Regions from separate parts of the Mus musculus genome. Here regions 1, 2, 3, 4 and 5 are each linked to region 6. A link is a contact called in public promoter capture Hi-C data. All regions are on one chromosome and are shown on one strand. Each heading gives the region's core, a stretch centred on a gene start, on an enhancer-like site or on the middle of the called end of the contact. The rest is flanking DNA. Distances are from core to core; before and after follow the strand shown. Region 1 holds the start of Ctnnb1 (catenin (cadherin associated protein), beta 1). Region 2 holds the start of Lars2 (leucyl-tRNA synthetase, mitochondrial). Region 3 holds the start of 5830454E08Rik (RIKEN cDNA 5830454E08 gene). Region 4 holds the start of Limd1 (LIM domains containing 1). Region 5 holds the start of Sacm1l (SAC1 suppressor of actin mutations 1-like (yeast)). Region 6 holds the start of Abhd5 (abhydrolase domain containing 5).

Region 1 (3,624 bases), core at 712-3,211, 1.4 Mb before region 6:
GGAGAAGGGGTGTAGAAGAGACACCAATTGCCATCTATGTGAAGTGTGTTACCTGGGGTCAATTATTTTAGCAACTAATTTTATAAAACCACCTCCTCCTTAGCTGCTTATGTTATTTTCAAATTAGCTCATAAAACCAGCAGGTTTCTTTATTCATCAGGTATGTTGATGACGTGTTTCTTTCTGGTGTAATGACAATATTTGTCTTAATTTCACAGAAATTGTCATCTGTTTTTGGTGACAAAATTATGGAATAGTCTTGTTTCATGAACGAAGTGAACAGAAATCTAGAGAAAATGTAAAATTCAGCTCACTGGTTTCAAGGCCAGTCACCTGGTTATGTCTCCTGCCGAGTTACACTGATAGGAAGAGGAGTGTTTGCGTTGTGGTAAAATCTGCCTTTTCTCTGAAACATATTCTCTGAATTATCAATAGGGATTGAGACTTTTAATTCTACGCTGGGGTTAAAATGCCAGAATTATGTGCTCTGTCTTGGCGTCTGGCTAGAGGAATATGAATACAAGGCTGTCTTTATCTTTTAGATTTGTCAGTGGTGCAGGCGCTTCTTAACGAGTTTTAATAGTGTGCCCTTTAAAAAAGAAGCAAAATTGGGACACAGAAAAAGAAGCAAGTGTCAAAAAGAAAAAAAAAAGAAAAAGAAAAGAAAGGAACCCCCCCCCCCCCCAAAAAAAAAAAGAAAAAGAAAAGAAAAGAAAGGAAACCCCGGACAGAGGTGAAGTCAGCTATCTAATTTTAAACGAATCGACCAAATATTCTTTAACTCTGCATGTGACAATTAAAATTAGGGGTTGGTAGCTGCAACCACCACTGGTAGGGCTTTGGTAAAATACCTTTTCCTGCTCTATCTCTCTGAGTTATGGCAGGCCAAGTCAGCCCCAGCCAGCAGCAGAGTTTACTCTCCGGAAATCCGAGCAGAGCTGCAGAGGGGAAAGGTCTAGACAAAGGCCCTCACTGAGCAGCTCCAGCATGGTGGACTGTGGTGGTTCACAGAGTTACGGTGATATGTCTTTAAGATAGAAAATTGAGTCATTTAAAAACTAAGCTGGCCCTACAGCACCGGCCCTGCCTCAGTGATGCATGGGCTTCCTGCCAGTACCTGTACATAAGGACCTATTGTTTACTTGCGTTAATTACAGCGCTGGGATGAAAGAAGGCAGTGGGGCAACTTTCCCTGTTGCCATTGTTTGGGAAGAGACGTGAGCTCAGAATAATAGGCTGGAGACAGCCAATTCACCCCAACTGCTCCAGTTTTGACAAGTGCCAATCGTGAAGGACAACAATGGGGCCATTTCCAAGAGAAGATCCAACTTCACCCTATTGTCATGATTTGGGGGGGGGGGAGCTCTCGAAGGATACAAAATTAGTTTTGAAAATTTAAGAGGTTACCCACAGGTCCTCTCAGCAACACACTCGAGTTTCTCAAACAATACAGAAAAATCGCTGTCCTTGGTCCCCACGCCTGGTTCTACTGACCCAGTGAGTCTGGGTAAGATGGGGTTTCTAGGAATCACGCTGGTGAACGCAGTGGTGGAGCTGAATCACTTGTTAATAGATGTTCGCAGACACTCTTGGGGACTCCAAGGCCTCCTGGGGTGGGGAGGAAAGGTGGCTGGGCCCCAGGTTCCCTGTCCGGATTCCAGAGGCACAGCGGGAAGGGAAGCGGGACACTCCTGGGAGCGGTAAAGTGTGGTGGGGTCCAATGGTGGTTCAGGGGTGTGGCGGCCGGTGCACCGGTGATGGCAGCCTCGAACCTGCGCCGTCCGAGGCCGCACTCCACCCGGCCCGCGGCGGCGGCCCGCTCTCGATTCCTTTAGTTTCCAATGGAGCGGCGTCTGGACGCCCCGCCCCGGCTCGGCCCCTCCCGGCGGCGCACGCGCAGAGCGACTCGGACTGGCGGGGACTACTTTCCCCGGCCCGCCCGCGCCCCGCCCCTCGTCCTCGCGCGGCGGAACGCTCCGCGCGGAGCGGCAGCGGCAGGATACACGGTGCCGCGCCGCTTATAAATCGCTCCTTGTGCGGCGCCATCTTAAGCCCTCGCTCGGTGGCGGCCGCGTCAGCTCGTGTCCTGTGAAGCCCGCGGCCCGGGGAGGCGGAGACGGAGCACGGTGGGCGCCGAGCCGTCAGTGCAGGAGGCCGAGGCCGAGCGGGCGGCCGCGAGTGAGCAGCGCGCGGGCCTGAGGTGCGGCGCCGCGGCGGGCCGGCTCGCGCCGCGCCAGCGGGAAACTTCGCGGGCCGGGTGGCGGCGGGAGGCCGCGGGGACGCGCGGGCTGGGGCCGGGGCCGGGCGGGCGCGCGCCGGGAGCCCGGATGGACGGCTGGCCGCCGTGGGGGGTGGGGACCGCGGTTCGCGTCCGGGCTGGGGCCGCCGCGGGGGCGGGGTGGGCGGGGGCCTCGCCTCCGTGGCCCGCGGAGCCGGGGGGACGCGAGACCTGGCGCTCGTCCCCTCTGTCCCTCGTGGAGCACGCACAGACAAATTTTTTTTTCTCCCTGCAACGACCTGACTGTGAGTTTGAATCCAAACAACTTTAAGCCGTGGAGTCGCCAAACTTGGATGCAGCGGGCGGGATGCGTCAGGAGCGTGTTCTCGGAGGGTGGCTTCTTGGACTCGCGTGGGGTTGGTGGCTGCGGGGCCGAGGTCCTGGCGGGAATTTGGGACCGTGGACGAGTCACCGGCCACTCCTGGTGTTGGAGGCGGGGGGGGGGGGAGGTGCGCGGGATCCGAAACCTGGGCTTGGGGGAGGGGGACTTGCCCTTAGCCAGTAAGTGTGGGGTCCGCTCCAAGTGTTTCTCCCCAGCGCGTTTGCTTTCTGAGCGAGACGGAGTGGCCGGAGCGCGGACCGCCAGGGCGTGGGAGCCTGGCGACTTGTTCTGAGTGTTGTTTGGGGGACCAGACTTGGAACCGACGCTCCCAAGTTCGGTACCCCAGGCCCGCTCCGGTGAGCCCGCTGGCTGCGGGGCAGCTTTGTCTCGGGCTCGGGTCTCCAGACATCTGTGGGCTCCCCTCCCCCGCGCCCCCCGCAGCCCCCCTCCCGGGGCCTGAGCTCTGAATGGAGAGCGGCTGGGCTGCTGGTATGCGGAGGTCGGCGAGAGGAAATCGAGGAGTGGTTTTAGTGAAACGAGAGCTTTGTGCCATGAATAATGGTGGCTTAGACCAGACAGCAAGCTGAGGAGACGGCAGCTTTGCCTTTGATAAAGTCTGCCTCATGTTTTTCACATGGCCAAGTTGTGAAGCGTTTTGTCTGGGATTTAGGAAGCCATTTCGCTATTTACTTGAGGTTTGCAGATGTCTCAGTGCAGTCTCTCCTCGTCCCGGGAAAGAGCTTGCTTTCTTGGTTCTAATTTAATGTTGCTTAAGCTTGTGGCCTTTGTATTTCGGTTTTGTATGTCCGGCTCAAACTTTGAGTTAAGGCCCGCAGTTACATTTAGTTCACTTTCACCTTAAACATTCAGAAATCCCCGAAATTAAAATGAAGTGCCTCCAAGGTTTGTTTGAGAACGCCCTTTCACAGCGGACAACATTGTTGATGGTACTGGGGATAGTCATTCTGTGACCTACCTAACCTTTGTCCTCAAGGCCGAGTCTGGACAAGGCCTTTAGTGGTGG
Region 2 (3,773 bases), core at 1,028-3,527, 1.0 Mb after region 6:
TAAGAGTCTGAGCTTATAAAGGGGGGGACCCATCCCCTACCACGCCAGGATCTTGTTGCTTTGTCAGGATAGTGTCAGGAGAACAGGTTCAGCCTCTCAGCTGAGGAAACCACAGACGTGGCAGTCAAAAGACTTTACCCAGGTCAGAAGACTCCACCCTAGGTGGACTAGCACTGTGGCAAGCCAGGTCTGAGCAGCCTGCTCAAGGCTGGGAGGAGGGCACAGAATTGGAAAAGATTTTTACCAACTCCACATATGATAGAGGACTAATATCCAAAATACATAAAGGGCCCAAGAAACTAGATATCAAAAAACAAACAAACAAACAAACAACAAACAAAAAAACCAGAAAAACAATAAAAGAAAAACAAAAACAAAAAAACCCAACAATTCAATTCAAGAATGAGGTACAGATCTAAACAGAGAGTTCTCAATAGAGTAGTCTAAAATGGCTGAGAAACTCTTAAGGAAATGCTAAATCAAAACTACTTCCTTCTTATACCTGTCTGAACGGCTAAGATCAATAACACAAGTGACAGTTCATGTTGGCCAGAATGTGGAACAAGGGAACCCTCTTCCATCATGGGAGTGCAAACCTGTATAGCTACTATGGAAATCAATATATTGATTTCTCAGAAAATTGGGAATCCATCTACCTCAAGACCCAGCGTACCACTCTTGGGCTTATACCCAAAGCATGTTCTATCCTACCTCAAGGATACTTGCTCAACCATGTTCATTGTTGTTTTTTTCATAGTAGCCAGAAACTGGAAACAATCCATATGTCCCTCAATAGAAGGATGGATAAAGAAAATGTGGTGCATTTTCACAATGGAGTATTTGCTGTAAAAAAAAAAAAAAAAAAAAAAAAAGTGACATCATGAAATTTGCAAGCAAATGGATGGATCTAGAAAAAAAAAAAAAAACCCCAAGTGATGTAACCCAGAATCTGAAAGATAAATATGGTATGTATTTACTTATAAGGGGATTTTAGGATTTTAGCCATTAAGTAAATGATAATCAAGCTACAATCTAGAAACAGAGAGGTTATGTAAAGAGGAGGGGTCTTGGGAGACATAGGAACCGACCTGGGAAGGTAGATTAGATTTTATGGGAGGATTGGGGGGGTGGGTGAGGATGGGAGGGGGTTGTGTGGGGGGAAAGAGTATGGGGAGAGTCAGCTGAAATTGAAGGAGGGCACTTCTGGGGGTGGGGGATGGGAAGCCAGTGCAGTGGAAACCTAGTGTGAACTGTATCAGGGCAATGGTGGCACAGAATTGGTTTCCAGGTGAGGTTTGATGCTGGTCTAGAACAACCTGGTGTTTTGAGCTTTAAATGATCAGGAGACTGTTTTTGTTGTCGTCGTTGAAGTCTTGGAAATGGACAAAAGCTTCCTATGTTTCCTGGGTGGCACACAGAATGAAGTTTTATTCTGTAGGAGTGTACACCCCTGCTGGTCTCCTTATGGACTGCATTGACCCATGTAAGGACAGAAACTAAGATGGAGATTATACATACAGTGACGGGATGGATTGTCTGTGAAGCTACAATTGATTTTAGCCCTGTAGGAAGAGATGGCACTCAGACATTGTTTCCCCCCTCCCCCCCCACCCCCCCGCTATTACTGGATAGCAACCATTTTGCACTATTTGCAAATCTCAGTACACTTCTCACATGTGGCCTTAAAAAGATTCTTCCTTTAAAAGATAGAGTGTAATTACACCATTGTTCCTTTGCAATTCCTTGATTTATTACAAGGCAAGAAGCTCTTGCTCCATGCAGTGCGTGCTGGGCGATGGGGCACATTAACCCCATAAGGAAGGAGGTCAGACAGCTTGTTTTCCTGTCAGTACATTTTGTTCCCCGCTCTACTCCGGGCTAGGTAATTCTCCTCCTGGGGCTAGAAGATCACCTGATATGATGGATGAAAAGTGCTTCAATCCTCACCAGGCCCATAATGGATCAAAAAGTCAGACAAGCCAGCCCAGTAGCAGCTTCTGTGACGCTGAGATTCAAACCCTGGCCTTGAACCACCCCAGAGCTCTTTTAACCACCTGTCACTTCATCCTTTAGCATCTCCCTCGTTTCTGTTCTAATTGTAAGACCGGGACAATCCGGTAAGCAGAATTTGTACCGATAGCAGGCGTAGAGGGCGAGGCCTGGGCGGGGTCAGCCCTGGGCGAGCAGCTTGGGGGCGGAGTCAGCGCTGTCTCTCCCGCATCTCGCCTTTCCCTCTTGGCTCCGCCTCTCCTGTCTGTGTCCGCGGCCTCCCCTTTCGATAAAGTTGTTGTTTTGCCAACATGGCGGCGCCCAGAGTGACTGGCTGGGTCTTGCTCGTGTAATGCTTGGGGAACGAGGCAGAAGGTAGCAGCTGGCCAGACAGAGCCTGAGCGCAGAAAGCCCCGCCTGGGGCTCAGGAAGACGAGAGACAAGCCCCGCTTAGCCCCCGGAGCTGAAGGTGCGGACAGGCTCGGGAGTCCCGGGACCTTGGAGTTTGACAAAATGGGAAAAGCTCCGAGATTCTAGTCTATAGGCTCTTTCAGCCATGGACCCTGTTGACAGCTCCGGACTCTTGCTCGGAGAACGCACATCTTCACATGGCTTTGTATTCGAATTCTCCTCTACTACTCACCTCCCCCCGGGTGCCTGGATCTTCTCTTCGGGGTTGGGGGTTTGGACCCAGAAAAGGACCATCAGTACTACATCTTTGGGGGACCCACAGTATTAATTAGGACCCGCAGGTCTTCACAAGTCGCCTGGATCTTAACAGGCTCACAGCTTACAGAGAAGGTGGAGTTCCAGATACGAAATAACTTGCCTGAGATCCTGCAGGAAATTAGAAGTAGCGTGTGTGTGTGTGTGTGTGTTTAACATTAGTATTTTACAAGACATGTCTGCTGACATTTGTGTTTTTAGAAGACATGTTTGTTGGGGTGAGGTGTGTGTTAACTTACTCGTTTTGTTTGTATCCACACCAACCTCTGCTAAAATGGCTGCTTTTGATGCCAGGAAGAGGCAATGCCTATTAAGACTTCAGTAGACAGGTACTTGAAATGGCCCAGAGCTGTGCCTAGTAAGTAAAAAAAGAACAGAAGATGGTTGAAATCTAAAAGTTCTGTAAATTCATAGGCATGAGCACAGACAATTTGTTCTTAGTCTCTTCCCCTAGTGGAGAGTCTGAGGGTGATCTTGGACCTATGCCTAAGGGTTTGGGGTTTATTTTTATTTTTTATTTTGCATTGCTCAGGATGGAACCAATGGCCTCAAACAGTGTCAGGGAATTACTCTACCACTAAGCTATATCTCCAGCCCCCACATTTACAGTATTTACTTGTTTTATTTTGTTTTTGGTGCTGGGTATTGAACTGATGTGCTGAGCATCTGTTTTATATATCTAGTCTTTGGATTTTCTTAACAAATCTGCTTTTGTTTTAAGACTTGTTTTTAATTGTGTGTGTGTGTGAGTGTGGGTGCCCATATAGGCCAGAGGCATCAGATCTTCCTGAAGCTGGAATCATAGGCATTGTGAGTCACCCACTGTGAGTGCTGGGGACCAAACGGGGATCCTGTACAAGAGCGGTGTGCTCTCTTAACTGCTGTGCCATCTTTCCTGCCTCTTCTTTATTTGTTTGTTTAAAGACAGAGTCTCGCTGTATAGCCCAGGCTTCCCTACAGCTCATGGTAGCCCAGGTTGTACTGGAACTCTTGACAGTCCTCCTACCTCAGCCTCTCAAGCTACTGGCATTCCAGGTGTGAGACATCACAGTTTCTTA
Region 3 (3,267 bases), core at 6-2,505, 1.8 Mb before region 6:
ATCAAGGACAACAGTGCCTGGGAGCCAGCAGTTTCAAAAGCATGGTTACTTCAGTGAGGTATTTGGTGATTGGTTTTCAGGGGTATTTATGAAGGATTTCTTAGCGTTGGGACTGCTGTGGACTTGATAACTTTCAGGAAACAAGGTCTCACTTTGCTTTTCTGGCTTCTGAGCTCCAGGGGCCTGACTGACTTTCTTCTTTCTTTCTTCCTTTCTTTCTTTCTGCCTGTCTGTCTGTCTGTCTGTCTGTCTTTTGTTTTCGAGACAGGGTTTCTCTGTATAGCCCTTGCTGTCCTGGAACTCACTTTGTAGAACAGGCTGGCCTCAACTCAGAAATCTGCCTGCCTCTGCCTCCCAAGTGCTGTGATTAAAGGCGTGCACCACCATTGTCCGCCTCCAGGGGACTTCATGCTTTAGCCTCCAGCATAGGCCATCAACCACCACACACCTTGAACATTGTCTGAGGTAGGGCTTCTGGTTCCTGTCTAGGCCTTTGTAGTGCTAGCATTACAGATAAGTACCATCGTGTCCAGTAAGAAATAAGCTTTTCCTACCTTATCATTTTTACTGCTTTACCATTTTAAAGTTTGGGGTTTTATGCAAATGAGTTTTGCCAGCATATTAGGTCTGTGCCTCATTGTGGTGTCTGAGAATGTTGGGTCCCTTAGAATAGGATTGTGAGCCACCATATGGCTGTTAGAATTGAGTCTTGGCCCTTTGCAAGAGCAACAGGTGTTATTAACTGCTGAGTCTATGAAAATACTTTTCAGGATGATTTGTGTCTTTGTGGGTATATGCTGTGAGTGCAGGGTCAGGCAGTCCAGAAGAGGCCGTTAGATTTCTGGTGCTCAGTTGAGCCACCTGGTGCTGAGAAGTGACCGGCTAAGCTAATTTTCCGGCCGTATCAGCATGAGAAACTGCACACTGATGTCCAATCTTTATTTGTGGGGGTGTGATTTTTTTTTTTTCCCCAATCAATGTTGCTATTTAAAATTGGTACCAGAGAGATCGCTCAAGCGAATTTGTATAATTTCTGCCCGGAGCGGGCAACGCTTACCACCTGCTGCCCAGATGCGCACGCACCCAAACGTCTCAAAGCGCACCTCTCAGATCTTCAGAGCAGATGCGCGGGAGTCTGCGCAAGTGCGCAGGCGCCCTGAGCCACATCAAACCCCTCCTACTCCGCTGGACCGACAAGTGGTGGGGCGGTGTTATCACCGAGATGAGGCCTCCGGAACTCCTAGAGCGGCCGGAGTGCGCTCGCGCTTCCGGGTCGGGGCTTGGCCCTGTAGATAGTTCGGGCGAGTCGGACGTTGACTTACTGCGCCCGGTGCTGGGTCAGAAGTGCAACCTTCCTTCAGCGTTCCCAGCCTGCCACGAGTGGACAATCCGATGTTGCCCCCCCCTCCGTGCCCAGGGACGCATTGGGCCCCAGGAGGCGTCCCCGGGGCGCGGAGCATCATTTCTGTCCCCTCGCCGTCAGACACTCGTGCCTTGTAAGCGCGCAGTCTGCAGAGTGGAGACCTGCGTGGGAGGCAGGAAGACTTTGGATGGGGATGTCCGAGGAGGTTGGGGTGTCACAGTGGGAGATACGGAACCCACGCACCACAGGAGGCTATATTGGGAGTGGTGAGGCTTACGTTGCAGATGCTAGTGGAAGAAAGGAGAACCATGCCAGAACATCCCGTGAGTGTCTGCAAACGAGAGTCACCTGCTGAAGTTAGGAAGTTCATTATTGAGCTGGTTCTGGTGTCCGTTGCTAGTAGGATATGCTGAAGAGGCAGAAGCAGGAATATCAGGAGTTGAGGCCAGCCTGGGTTACACCTTGTGTTGGAGTACCTTCTGCTCTTCCAGAGGAACAAAGTTTGGTTCCCAGAGTCCCTGCGGAGTATTTCACAACCTCCTATCACTCCAGGTTCTTCCAGGGATCTCTGGGAGTACCTGAGTTTGTGTGGCGGACATTGACCACATTCATCCATTAAAACAAACTAAAACGTGTTGAAGAGTTTGCTTCATTCATTGTGGTCGTATTGTCAAGAGACCAGTATTCAGTGTGCGAATTTTCTTTCACTTCCCATACACTTATTTGTGTGTGTATACAGACGTGTGTGCCACAGAGGGTGTGTGGAGGTCACATGACTACCTTCAAGCATCAACTCTTCCACCGTGTGGGTTCAAGAGATGGAACCCAGGTAGTCAGGCTATGCAGCAAGTAACTTTACTCACTGAACCTTCTGGAGGAGGGGAGGGGCTGAGAACGAGGTTTGCTGTGACCTGAGGCTTGTGAGTGCCTTCCACAGACACTTTTGAGAGTTGAGTCTTCTTTTTTGAACTCTTGTCATGCGAACACACACACCATGTTTACACCTGAGGTGGCCTCGTTACCACACGGGTGGAAAAACCTTGGACTTGTTACGCACTTGATTTAAATCAGTTTTTTGGTCACTAAACTCAGAAGATGTTTGCTGTTGCTTTTGTGACTCACATTTAGTTCTGTGACTCCATTGGGGTCAGACCCATAGTTATAAAGATGTTCTTTCTAGGAAGCCAGAACACGCAAACTCTTTGAAGAGAGCTGGCTTTCTCGAGAGACAGGGACATATGGTTTGTAAAGCACTGACTTTTCAGAGCTCAGGTGCTCTACACGGTGTTTGGTGCTGGGAACCTGAAAAGAAGCTAGGGAGGAACAAATGGGGTTGATTCCCTACACTGCAGATGGGTGGAGTCAGGGTGAATGACAGCCAACACATCCCGGTGTTGGTGGAACCGTGGTCATGGCACGTAAACAAATCAAGTTGGTGCTGACTTCCTGCCCGCCTGTTGTCATGGTAACAGAGGGTCATGTGCAGGTTTCTGGGGGGTGGGGAGGTCAGGGTGGATTTACCAACAATCTTCAGCTGTGAACACCAAGCTATAGTAATGACCAGCTTGGCAAAATATTGTCCATGGTGCAACAGTGGGCTGATGTTGCGTGGGGAAACCAACTGCTTTCTGATTGGCTTTGAGGTTCTTCCCACAGAAGGAAACACATGCCTAGTACCACATGACCCACAGGTGGGTGTTTATAGGGCCCAGGGGGTGACCCCAACCAGGGGGTCAAACTGCCCTCTAAATTATTTATCTCTATAGACAGATTAGTGCAACGCTCAGACTGCATCAGAGGTCCTTTCTGCAGGGGACAGTGGTTAATGCTGAAGTTCACAACAGGCCAAACTGCAGGGAATAAGTGTGCTCAGCCACAAATGGTCATCTCAGTCACACTCAAGA
Region 4 (3,309 bases), core at 692-3,191, 1.1 Mb after region 6:
GAGCCACCGTGTGGATGCTGGGAATCAAACCCAGGTCCTCTAAAATAACAGCTAGTACTCTTAAGTACTGACCCATCTCTCCAGCCCATGTCCAGCACTTCTAAGGATCACTTGCATAATGGTATATTGGATGCCATCTTTATAAGCTGCTGTTATTATTACTGTAGTTGTTGGGGGATGGAACCCAGGCCCTCATGTATGCCCAGCGAGTGTTCTATCACTGGGTTGTAGCTCTGGGTATAGGAGATTCTTTTAAAATAAAAATATTTAATCCTGGGCTGGAGAGATGGCTCAGCAGTAAAGAGCACACACTGTCCTTGCAAAGGATTGGAGTTCAGTTCCCAGTACTTACACAGGGCGCCACACAGCCACCTACGACTTCAGCTCTGGGGTTTCTGATTCTCTCTCTGGCTTAGAAGAACATCTGTCCTCTCTCCTCCCCCACCTCTCTCTTCCCCTTTCACCTACACACACACACACACACACACACACCATATATACACATAATTTGAAACTAAAATAACTTTAAAACCTAGTTTTAGTATAATGCTTTATAGCAGTACTCACTCTTCAAATTTTATTGTGCAAATCGTCTTCCCATCCCACAGATGCCGTAAAACACAAATCTGGGGTTAGTAGTTTGGGGCTGGAGCCTGGAACTCTTCATTTTCAACAAATATCCTGAACCTTCAGAGTCTACAGGACAGTGAACCATTTTTGTGTTTATAGAATATAAGAATATAAGCACTTCCATATATATTATCTTGTTTGTTCCTCGTCACAGTTTAGAGAGATTTGCCAAGACACATATGTTCAACCAAACCCTGCGCATATACAGGTGTAATGAAGTGGATAACTGATTAGCTGTCAACCAAAAAGGGGCATGCAGACAAATAAACAGCTGGAGCTGACCCTCCATACCTAGAGCTCCACATCTGAACAAGGGCAAGATACTCAGGAAAAGAAAAGGTGTTTATGTTAAACACATACAGATTTCATTTTCTTGTCATGATTCCTGAAAGACAACAAAACAAAACCAAACAAAACTGCTGAGAACTATTTGCATAACATTTACATCTATTAGGTAGTATGAGCAGAGACCTGGAAACATTTAAACTAGATGGGAGAAAGCCTGCAGGTCAGTGACTTCAGTATCCCTGGATTTAAATAGTGTTCAAACCAAGCAGGAAACAAAGGGGTTGTGGGTGGGGGTAACTTTACGGGGAGGTGATTTTAGCTGGGAAGGAAAGAAGAGACACCAGAAGCTGATCAGCAGGCTCTCGGCAGGCACTAGGAAGTTCCATCCACCGGGAGTTCAGGCAGGGAAGGTCCCAAATCAGAGGGAGGGTAGGCGGGGCAGTCAGGCCTGTTTGTAGAAGTGAAGGCGGGATTTCAAAATAAGTCCGGAGTAAGCCTTGAGGGTTCAAGTTCAAGAGTGACAGGCCTGGGATTGGTTTTAGATCACGCTGGCGGCTGTGTGGGAAACGTAAACTATCCCCAGTCACCTCATAGGAGCTATGTGTGTTATCTAGAGCCATGGCAACCTGGAGTGGTGAGAACTGCTTGGGGTTCAAGAAACCCAGTAAGGACGACAAGCCTCTCTGGGCACACTTAGGACGTCCAACACAGATGCTCTCATTCGAGGGGACCCGAGGGAAGCCTGGCGCACCCTTGACTCTCCAGCAGCGGCGGGAAACTGAACAGTCCGCGGCAAAAGTACTGCGGGAATTGCAACTCTCTCCCGGTGCCCAGAGAGGGACGCCAAAACTCGGCGTGCGCATCACTGGCCTGCAGGGGGCGCCCCGCCCCGCCCCGCTCCCGCCCCGCCCTCCGAGCCTCCGCCCCGCCCCGCCCCGCCCCGCCCCGCCCTCCGAGCCTCCGCCCCGCCCCGCCCCGCCCCGCCCTCCGAGCCTCCGCCCGCGCCCCTGCGCGGCCCGGGGCGGGCGCAGCCGGCCAGCGAGCTCCCGGGACTGACGACCCGCGCGCTCACTTCCGCGTCCCGCCGCCGGCCGCCGCCATCGGACAATGGGCCGCGCGCCGCGGCTGCAGTGAGCTCTGCTGGATCCGGCCACCGGCCCCAGGCCAGGGGCTGCCCGGTGTGTTTGCAAGTTCGATTGTTCGACGTGGATGTGAGTTTACTTTTTTTCTGTGGACGTTCTCTGTCTTCTTTCGCCTGTTTTGGGTTTTGTGACTTGGAGAAGAGAACTTTTCTAAGCAGGCCGGGCACGGCTGAAGGCTGCTCTGCCCCCACGTGGACGCTCCCCGGGGGAAAAGAAGTCTGAAAGTAAACTTAGCCCCGCTGGCCTGAAGGCCTCAACTCTGGCTGGACTGTGAGTTTTGGAGTCATGACCTTCTTGCTGGGCAGGTGGGAATCTTTATCTGCCTTAGGCTGGACCTGAAACCTCGGCCAGCACCCAAATCTCCCCCACCACATTCACACCTTGAACCAGGGCTAGGCCCCGGACACTGATCTACAACATGGATAAATACGATGATCTGGGCCTTGAGGCCAGTAAGTTCATCGAGGACCTGAACATGTATGAGGCCTCCAAGGATGGGCTCTTCCGGGTGGACAAGGGTGCTGGCAACAACCCAGAATTTGAGGAAACTCGAAGGGTGTTCGCGACCAAGATGGCCAAAATCCACCTCCAGCAGCAGCAACAGCAGCAGCTCCTACAGGAGGAGGCCCTACCTAGGGCAGGCAGAAGCCCGGTCAACGGTGGGAACCGTCAGGGTGCGAGCGGCAAGCTGGCTGCAGATGGGGCCGCTAAGCCTCCTCTGGCTGTGCCAACAGTGGCACCTGGATTAGCTACTACCACTGCGGCCGCGCAGCCCTCGTACCCATCTCAGGAGCAGAGGATCAGGCCATCTGCCCATGGTGCAAGGCCTGGCAGTCAGAACTGTGGTTCCAGGGAGGGGCCTGTGAGTTCCCAGAGACCTGCTTTACACGGCCTGAGTCCCTCCTGTGAAGACCCTTCCTGCCTCACTCACGGAGACTATTATGACAATTTCTCTTTGGCAAGCCCACAGTGGGGTGATAAACCTGAAGGGTGCCCCAGCGTGAGTCTGGGTGTAGGAAGTGGATGGCCTGGTTGCCCAGGGAATGACTCCACATTGCCCAAATCCTGTGGAGACCATCACCCTTACCAGCCACAGCTCTCCACAGTGTGCTCTGGCAGGTCTTTTGAAAGTGGCATCAGTGGCCAGGACGGTGGCATTGGTGGCCATAGCAGCGAGAAGCCAACAGGCCTTTGGTCCACTGCCTCCTCTCAGCGAGTGAACCTCGGTTTTTCTTCCATGGGCTTGGAG
Region 5 (3,623 bases), core at 711-3,210, 1.2 Mb after region 6:
TTATGAAAGCTGTAAAGAAACTATAATTTATATTTGTATGTGGATGCTTTATTTTTTTTAAAGATAAGGTCTCCAGATCAACACCTCTCTGTCTCAAATTCTAGAATTTTAGGTATATGCTAGTACATGAGACTTGGATATCTAATTTATATGTTATATGTATTCATAAATATCTAATGTTGATTAGCATGTGTGGAAACATTCTGGTGACAGAGGGTATATTGTTTTAATTTTTCCACAGAGCAATTTGAAAATATGTACCAAAAATCTAAATGCCTATGAGATGGACCTTTAAAGTGTCCACTTATCCACCCAAATAGAACATCTTAAAGCAAGAACTCTTAAACCAGGTGTGGTTGGTGGTGCTTGCTTATAACCTCAGCACCTTGGGAGCTTGAATCAGAGTTCCAAGTCCATTTCCATAGCCAAGTAAAGGCCCACTGTCTTATATAAGACAGCCTCAGTCAGTCTCTCTTTCTCTTCCCCTCCCCCCTCTGCACGTACACACATCACACACACCCTTCAAAACAAAACACACAACAAAACAAAAAAAAAAAACCCTCATTTTTTTTAAGTGCTAAAACTGACAACAATGCATATTAATGATCTCAAATCTCAGACAAAAAATTAAAGAGCAAACAAAAAATACTGTTAGCTGGGCAGTAGTGGTGCGTGCTTTTACACCAGTATTCAGGAGGCAGAGGCAGGGATCTCTGAGTTGGAGGCCAGCCTGGTTACAGAGCAAGTTCCAGGACAGTCAAAACTACACAGGGAAACCCGGTCTCGAGAAACAACCCACTATAACTTCATTAAAAGCAAACTAAATCCTCAGAAGTGTAGAAGCCTGGTATGGTATCTTGTACCTTAAATTCCAGTACTCTGGAAAGCAAAGGCAGCCATTTGGCCTGGTCTATATCCAGCAGTATGGACTGCAGGAGTGAGCCACACCCCTTGGTCCTTGGTCTAATTCTGCCCCAATAATTTCCTTTATCTGATACAGTTTTAATAAACTCCTGGGGAGTGGGGTATGTTTTCTAGGACAACTTAATCATGGAGTGACTGGTTAATGAATAGGCTGAGCCCTGCTCCCGATCCACCTTCGTCACATCTGTTTCTGGCTATCTCAGGTCTTACGTAAAATGTTCATGTACTCGTTTTTCTGGGCCTCTTACTGCGAAATCCCCGAATTTTTAAGGTTTCCTTGTGCAGTGGAGGCTAGGTCGGCTTTGCAAGCGGAGCTAGCCAAGGCCGCTGTACCAATCATGAAGAGCAGAAGCTACGCCCTTCTCATGTCAGTGCCGTCTGTGTTCTACCAGCTAGGAGCTTTCGGTGAGATTTTTCCGTCATCGGGTGGGAAGACATTGGCCACGCATGTCCCTGTCCCTGATTGCAAACCTCCACTCTCAAGAGTGTTTTCGTAAGAGTACATTTCCAGACTCCTGCGCAATTTTAAGAACAGGGGAGCTAGGAAACTTGCAAACCGTTTTAGGTAACTCCGGGTTTCAAATACAGCCAAGAAGGTATTATTTTTTCGCAAAGCAACATTAAAACGTAAGACATTTGACCTTGACAATCTAGCTATGATCCTTTTCAAGCAGGCCTTCCAAGGTTCAGGAAAAAGATCGCACACGTCGAGCCAGCCAGGAGTCGAACCTAGAATCTTCTGATCCGTAGTCAGACGCGTTATCCATTGCGCCACTGGCCCGGTGCTGAGGAGGCCTCCTCCACGATAAGTGATCTCCAATTACACAGCTTCACTATGCTTCCTGCTTCTAACCTCAGTCTGGTCGGTTTGTTGAATGTCGCGACTCAGTGCAAAGCTACCGGGACTCCGCCTTTCTCTGCAACGCGTTACACCAATCCCCAGAGGCGACGTCACGGCGTTCTTTGGTCCGCTCCAATCCGCGCATCGGAGGCGTGCCTCGCAGCTCACTGGTTTGTCCGCCGCCGGCTCCCGTGCTCGCCCGAGAGGCGGACCCGGGAGGGGGTGGGGCCAGGCCGAGGCTCCTTGACCACCGCGCCTGGGGAGCGGTCGCCGCGGAGCCGGGGTGGCAGCGGGCTACACTGCGGGTGGAGCGAAGAGGAGGAAGCTGCACGATGGCGGCCGCAGCCTACGAGCATCTGAAGCTGTGAGTCCCGCGGGCTGCGGCCGCTGACAGGAAGGGCGGAGGGGCGAGCGGGCGCCGAGGCCCGGGAGTGTGCGGCCCGCACCGGCCGAGCTCGCGGGCTGGGCTTTCCCCGTCCAGCCTGGCTGCAGCGTAGGCCAGTGTCCCGCAGCCTCGCCCGCCGCTGGACCTGGCGCGGTGAGCCGAGCCGCAGCCCGCAGCACCGGAGGCTGCAGCCAGCTTTCCCTGGGTGGCCTCCGGGAGAGGCCTTTTTCACCGGGCGTGCTCTGACGTCCGCCGGCAGAGCTAACCTTTCTCTTGGTTTCAGGCTTTCTGGGCCTGGGAGTCTCAATGACGGGTCCTTCTTAGGGCGCAGCAATAATTTAGTCAGATGTCCTAAGGGCCGGTCGAATTTACTGTGCTTATTCCAACAGACTGCGTCGACAGCTACAGTAGGCTCGCCTCTATTTTGGCGTAGCAATGTTGAGTTTTGGCAAAGCCAGGACTTGAGGTTTTGAGGCCCAGCCACTGGATGTTTAGAGGTGCAAAAAAAAAAAAAAATAGACATTTATAAGCTCTTTGGCTCGTCCTGGGTTAGAGGAGATGGGGGATAATTTCTCTTGTGTTACCCTCAGCACCTACACTCCTTGTTTGTGAATAACTTCGCCCTAACCGCTTTAATAATTTACCACGGTCTGGGAATGCCTTTAGTAGCAGAAGCAAATATAACTTTCGAAAAGCCAAGTTAAATTATCCTGTTAATTAGACATAGACATCCCAGTTCGTTTGCAGGAAACAAATGTAGTTTGGGTACGCCCAATGAATAACTGAAGGTGTAAAGTTATGAGTCCAGAATTTGGAGGGAGGCCATCTGCCCAACACTTTTCATGTTTTGCTGTGTTCACCCTTTATGCCTCTTCTGCTTGCTACATACAGTTCTCTTTGAAAAGCCCAGCGCCACCCTTCCTTCCACATTTCTTTTAATTAGTTTTCCTTTGTAAAGTGAATAATCACCTTATTGGTGACAGTTGAAGCAAAGTGTACTTACTGGTCTATGTCCGGCCCGAGTCACATGTCCTTTACTGGCAAATTAGGTTATTGTCCACCTGATAGTTGTTGAAGGGCTGAACATGATCTTACACTAGGTCTCAGATGTGTTTAAGCAATTTGGAGTCTTGCCTTGAAGTAGCTCGGCTTTCGGTTACAGGATATTGTTGAGTTTTCCTGCATCGAAGAATAATTGAGATGGATAACTTGAGAATTAGGAAGATTATTTTTGAGCTGCCCAGGCACTGAGTTTCACCAGGCCAGACCTCAATACAGGCAGCCATCCTCCTTGATTCCTGGGCAGGTTATTCAACCTCTGTGAATAATTCTTTTATATATAAAATTAAAAAATAAGAGTGTTCATACTTCATCCTTACCATCCTCTCCAGTTCAGACTTCACTACAGGCAGACACCATTTTATGTGTACACAGAAGAGAAGGGAATTTATCCTTTAGAAGTGGAAATGGTGG
Region 6 (3,520 bases), core at 376-2,875:
AGTCAAGGTGTTTCTCTACAGCAGCAAATGTGGTCTAAAATGGAGAGTGATGCATGGGGTCTTAAATACAGGGAAGAATATTAGTGTAGGCTTCAGGAAGGACTCTGGCCTTCCTGAGGAGCTGATGACTGGAGAGAGGTAATCCTAAAGTAACGAAGGGAATACAAACGATATTTACATTATCCATTTGCCTTCAAAAAAATCAAGAGGGTGGTGGGAGCCTCTGTTTCTGTTCAAACCCACATCCACACACCTGCTCTTGGTTAGATCTCTGGGAAAGGGGGAATGCCACATATTTTGGCCTTATTAGAATTATTTGAGACTCAGTTAGCTTACATCAGGCTCCTGAGTAGTTCCGGGCATCAGTACCACCCAGGTGTGGCTGAACTAAGAGAACCTATTACATATTCTCAGAATTTCATTTTTTGGAGTGTGGGGTAGAGGGCAGGATGGGAATTGAACCTAGGAACTAATGCATAGATGGCCCCTGCACAACACAGCTCCAGCTGTAGGCAGCTTGTCACAAGCACAAAGAGCTAGGCTAGTTCATACACTTTCTCCTGACCGGAGGAACCTGCCCCCAGCCAAGGGAAACATCCCTTATGCAACACCAGGATGCCTCTATTTGTTTAATCACAGTGAGTGCCATAGTTCTGAATTCTATTTTTAAAGCGCAGTCTTGGACTTACTTGCTAGCTGCTGACTTTCATTTGCCTGTACTGAGCTTTACTCTTTATCACTTTCACGCATTTGCTCACGTCCCTTAACCAGGAAAAAAATTATTAAAATAATCCCACTCGAGGGTGTGCCTCCTTGCCTGTATGTGCACCATATACATTAAGGTGCTCTGAGGCCAGAAGAGGGTGTTGCTCCCCTGGAACTGGAATTACAAGCAGTTGTGGGGCTCCACATGGATGCTGGAAACAAACCCATTCTCTTCTATAGGACAGTATGCACTCTTAACCACTGAGCCATCCCTCGAGCCCTCTCCCCTTTAAATTTATTTATTTTAAAGACAGGGTCTCACTGTGTAGCTCTGGCTGGCTAATCAGGCTAATCCAACTCACAGAAATGTGTTTGCCTCTGACTCCCAAGTGTTTTTGAAGGGTGTGGACCACCATATCGAGCTCATGAGAATATTTTTATGAGCCCTCAGCCCTCTATCATTTTAGAATGGATTCTAGGAAGTGCTCTCCCTCTCTCCCTCCCTCGCCCCTCTCTTCTGTGGTCTGTGGGGATGATGATGGTGGTGGTGGTGATGGTGGTGGTGTGTGTGTAATTCTAGTACCCACACATAAGCTCTCAGCCTTCCGGAGTCTAGAGTCTGGCAGGGTGGAGTGCAAGTTCCTAGAGGCCACCACCTGAAAGTAAGGGCTGGAGGGTCCAGCACCACAGGATGCGCACTTCTGCCACTCAGGCTATTTCTGGCTGGGGTCTCACTCCAGGCTACCTACGGCTTGCCTAGCGCCCCGTCCAGGGCAGTCCACACGGGCGGAATGACGCATTAATGGTCATTATTCCGACGGATGACTACCTAGGCTCCCGCGGCGTCGGGCTGACCTTCCTTACCAGTGCCCCCGCCTCCGCGCGACAGGCGGGCAGCGCATGCGTGTCTGCGAGGCCGGGCCGCTGGGACGCCGAGCCTGCGGTGGCGCGGCCGCGCCCTCGGATCGTCCCAGCGGGCGGACGACGCATGCGCGGGCGGTGCGGTCTTAAGGGCGGCCGCGGCCCGGGGCCGCCCAGTCGGCCTGTCAGCCGGCTTCGAGGTGTGTCCCTGCGCTTGCGCGGCGGCGGTGATGAAAGCGATGGCGGCGGAGGAGGAGGTGGACTCGGCAGACGCCGGTGGAGGGTGAGGATCACCCGGGAAGGGGGGGACGACGTGGGTCTCGTGCGCTCTGGCGACCCCGGGCGGCCAGCCGAGGGAAGGCGCGGGCGCCCGCTCTCTCGACCCGTCGGGGCAGACAGGCCCGGTCAGGGCCGCGGGGCTGCGGGGAGGGAAAGCGGCTGCTGTTGACGGCCGTCCCGGTGATCCCGAGCGCGGCGGAGCTCAGAACTCCGCGCCGGGAGCCGTGCGTCGCCAGGGTGGGAGAAGGCGTCGGACTCGGAGCCTCGCGGGACAGCCGATCGCCGCCGGTGCGCCTGGGGCGCTTGCGTCCCACCTCCCGCTGCCCCGTGCGTGCGCTCCCGTGACCCGGCGGTCTGGCTTCACTAGCCCTGGCAAACTTTGTGAAAGTTGAAGGGCAGATGCCTAACAGGAAGGAAGCCCTTAAGTTGTTGTTGTTGTTGTTTTGTTTTTTTTGGAAACCGGAGTCACTCTATGTAGCCCTTGCTGGCCTGGAAATCTGTAGACCAGGGTAGCTTTTCAACTCTGCAGAGACCCAATCCTTTTGCCTCAGCCGTCCAGTGCTGAGATCACATGTGTGAACCACCACACCCAACTTCTTCATAGACATAGTAAGTTATTCTTTTTTGTTTTTGATATGTCATGCCCTTGTGAGTAGAACAATGCTTGGTGGAAAAATTAAATTACTATGAAAGTTATTTCACTGATTCTCAAAAGGCTACTTGTTTTATATGGACGGGACTATACATCTCCTTTATAAATTATTTTGACAGTTGTACTTCAGCTATTTGGAGACATTTGTATGGGAAAGATAACCATAGGGTAAATAGATTATGGTAATGTGAAAGTAAGTATTTTGGAAAGATGTTAGGGGAGGAATATTTTTGAAATGCTAGAAACTACACTCTTCAAGTTTTGTTTAAGTGATAATTAACAAGTGGAGCCACTGTTTTGGTCTGTTGTTGAACTTCCTAGTTATATTGACATGAAATACAGAGTGTCATGTGGTACAACTAGGACCTGGTAGCTTGGGTTTCTATTAAATTTGTCAGGACATTTTTCTGGCTCTGAGAATTCTAACTTGTGGGCCCTTTTGGTCTTGATACTGTGAGGCTCAGGAATCCATAGCACAACGGTGAGAGTGACATGGCTCTGATGATGGCTGGAGGTCACTGAGGGCAAGACTGGTTACAGTCCCTAGTCAGAGGTAGACCTCTCTGGTATTTTTGGCAGGACCCGTGAGCAGTGCTGGATAACCATGCAAACAGAAAGAAGGCTAGGTTCTTGCTGGGTGCTCCCCCAGTGTGGTCATGATAATCCTAGAGTCTCCCCTGTGAGTAGATCTGACCACTCCCATTTTCATTTGGAACCGCCACTACCAAGAAGCAGAGCTAACTGGAACCTGCTCCTTTAGGTGTCTGCATTCAACTTTAAGGCGTTTTCCTCATATTTCTGCTACTTCTCAATGGGATTGGGACTCGTGGGATATTTGCCTGCCGTTTTGAGTTAAGTTCTTCAAGACATTTGGGTTTAGATGATGCCATAATTTGGGTCTGGTCTGAATGTCCTAAGAGACTTCACATGTTGGCATTTAATCCTCATTGAGAAGAACTGAGTAGAACTCCAGTGTGATGATAGTTCCTAGAGGCAAGGCTTTGGGATCAGTCAGTAGAACCA

Evidence for each region. Promoter capture Hi-C pulls out the DNA fragments that hold promoters and counts their contacts.
Region 1: a contact with region 6 is called in a promoter capture Hi-C map of liver, with 3 times the contacts expected there. The contact joins the promoter of Ctnnb1 here to the promoter of Abhd5 in region 6. A contact is called at or near these places in 2 of 39 promoter capture datasets (both in liver).
Region 2: a promoter capture Hi-C map of embryonic stem cells shows a contact between it and region 6, with 2.9 times the contacts expected there. The contact joins the promoter of Lars2 here to the promoter of Abhd5 in region 6. A contact is called at or near these places in 3 of 39 promoter capture datasets (embryonic stem cells, hippocampal neurons and liver).
Region 3: a promoter capture Hi-C map of erythroid cells shows a contact between it and region 6, with 13 times the contacts expected there. The contact joins the promoter of 5830454E08Rik here to the promoter of Abhd5 in region 6. A contact is called at or near these places in 2 of 39 promoter capture datasets (erythroid cells and liver), 1 of 115 datasets of contacts at active chromatin or transcription factors (stem cell-derived neural progenitor cells) and 1 of 9 other capture datasets (adipose tissue).
Region 4: a contact with region 6 is called in a promoter capture Hi-C map of neural stem cells. The contact joins the promoter of Limd1 here to the promoter of Abhd5 in region 6. A contact is called at or near these places in 3 of 39 promoter capture datasets (hippocampal neurons, liver and neural stem cells).
Region 5: a contact with region 6 is called in a promoter capture Hi-C map of erythroid cells, with 6 times the contacts expected there. The contact joins the promoter of Sacm1l here to the promoter of Abhd5 in region 6. A contact is called at or near these places in 2 of 39 promoter capture datasets (embryonic stem cells and erythroid cells).

The regions. Positions count from the first base shown.
Region 1 is chr9:120,931,439-120,935,062 of GRCm38.p6, forward strand. Ctnnb1 (catenin (cadherin associated protein), beta 1) reads left to right here and starts at 1,962. Exons shown (of 15, transcript NM_007614.3): 1 at 1,962-2,200.
Region 2 is chr9:123,364,650-123,368,422 of GRCm38.p6, forward strand. Lars2 (leucyl-tRNA synthetase, mitochondrial) reads left to right here and starts at 2,278. Exons shown (of 21, transcript NM_153168.3): 1 at 2,278-2,458.
Region 3 is chr9:120,576,076-120,579,342 of GRCm38.p6, forward strand. 5830454E08Rik (RIKEN cDNA 5830454E08 gene) reads left to right here and starts at 1,256. Exons shown (of 1, transcript NR_073359.1): 1 at 1,256-1,998.
Region 4 is chr9:123,476,760-123,480,068 of GRCm38.p6, forward strand. It overlaps Limd1 (LIM domains containing 1), which reads left to right and starts at 1,942. Exons shown (of 8, transcript NM_013860.2): 1 at 1,942-3,309. The coding sequence starts at 2,479.
Region 5 is chr9:123,527,793-123,531,415 of GRCm38.p6, forward strand. It overlaps Sacm1l (SAC1 suppressor of actin mutations 1-like (yeast)), which reads left to right and starts at 1,961. Exons shown (of 20, transcript NM_030692.5): 1 at 1,961-2,129. The coding sequence starts at 2,098. It overlaps n-TRacg2 (a tRNA gene), which reads right to left and starts at 1,705; the gene lies at 1,633-1,705.
Region 6 is chr9:122,349,991-122,353,510 of GRCm38.p6, forward strand. It overlaps Abhd5 (abhydrolase domain containing 5), which reads left to right and starts at 1,626. Exons shown (of 7, transcript NM_026179.2): 1 at 1,626-1,849. The coding sequence starts at 1,797.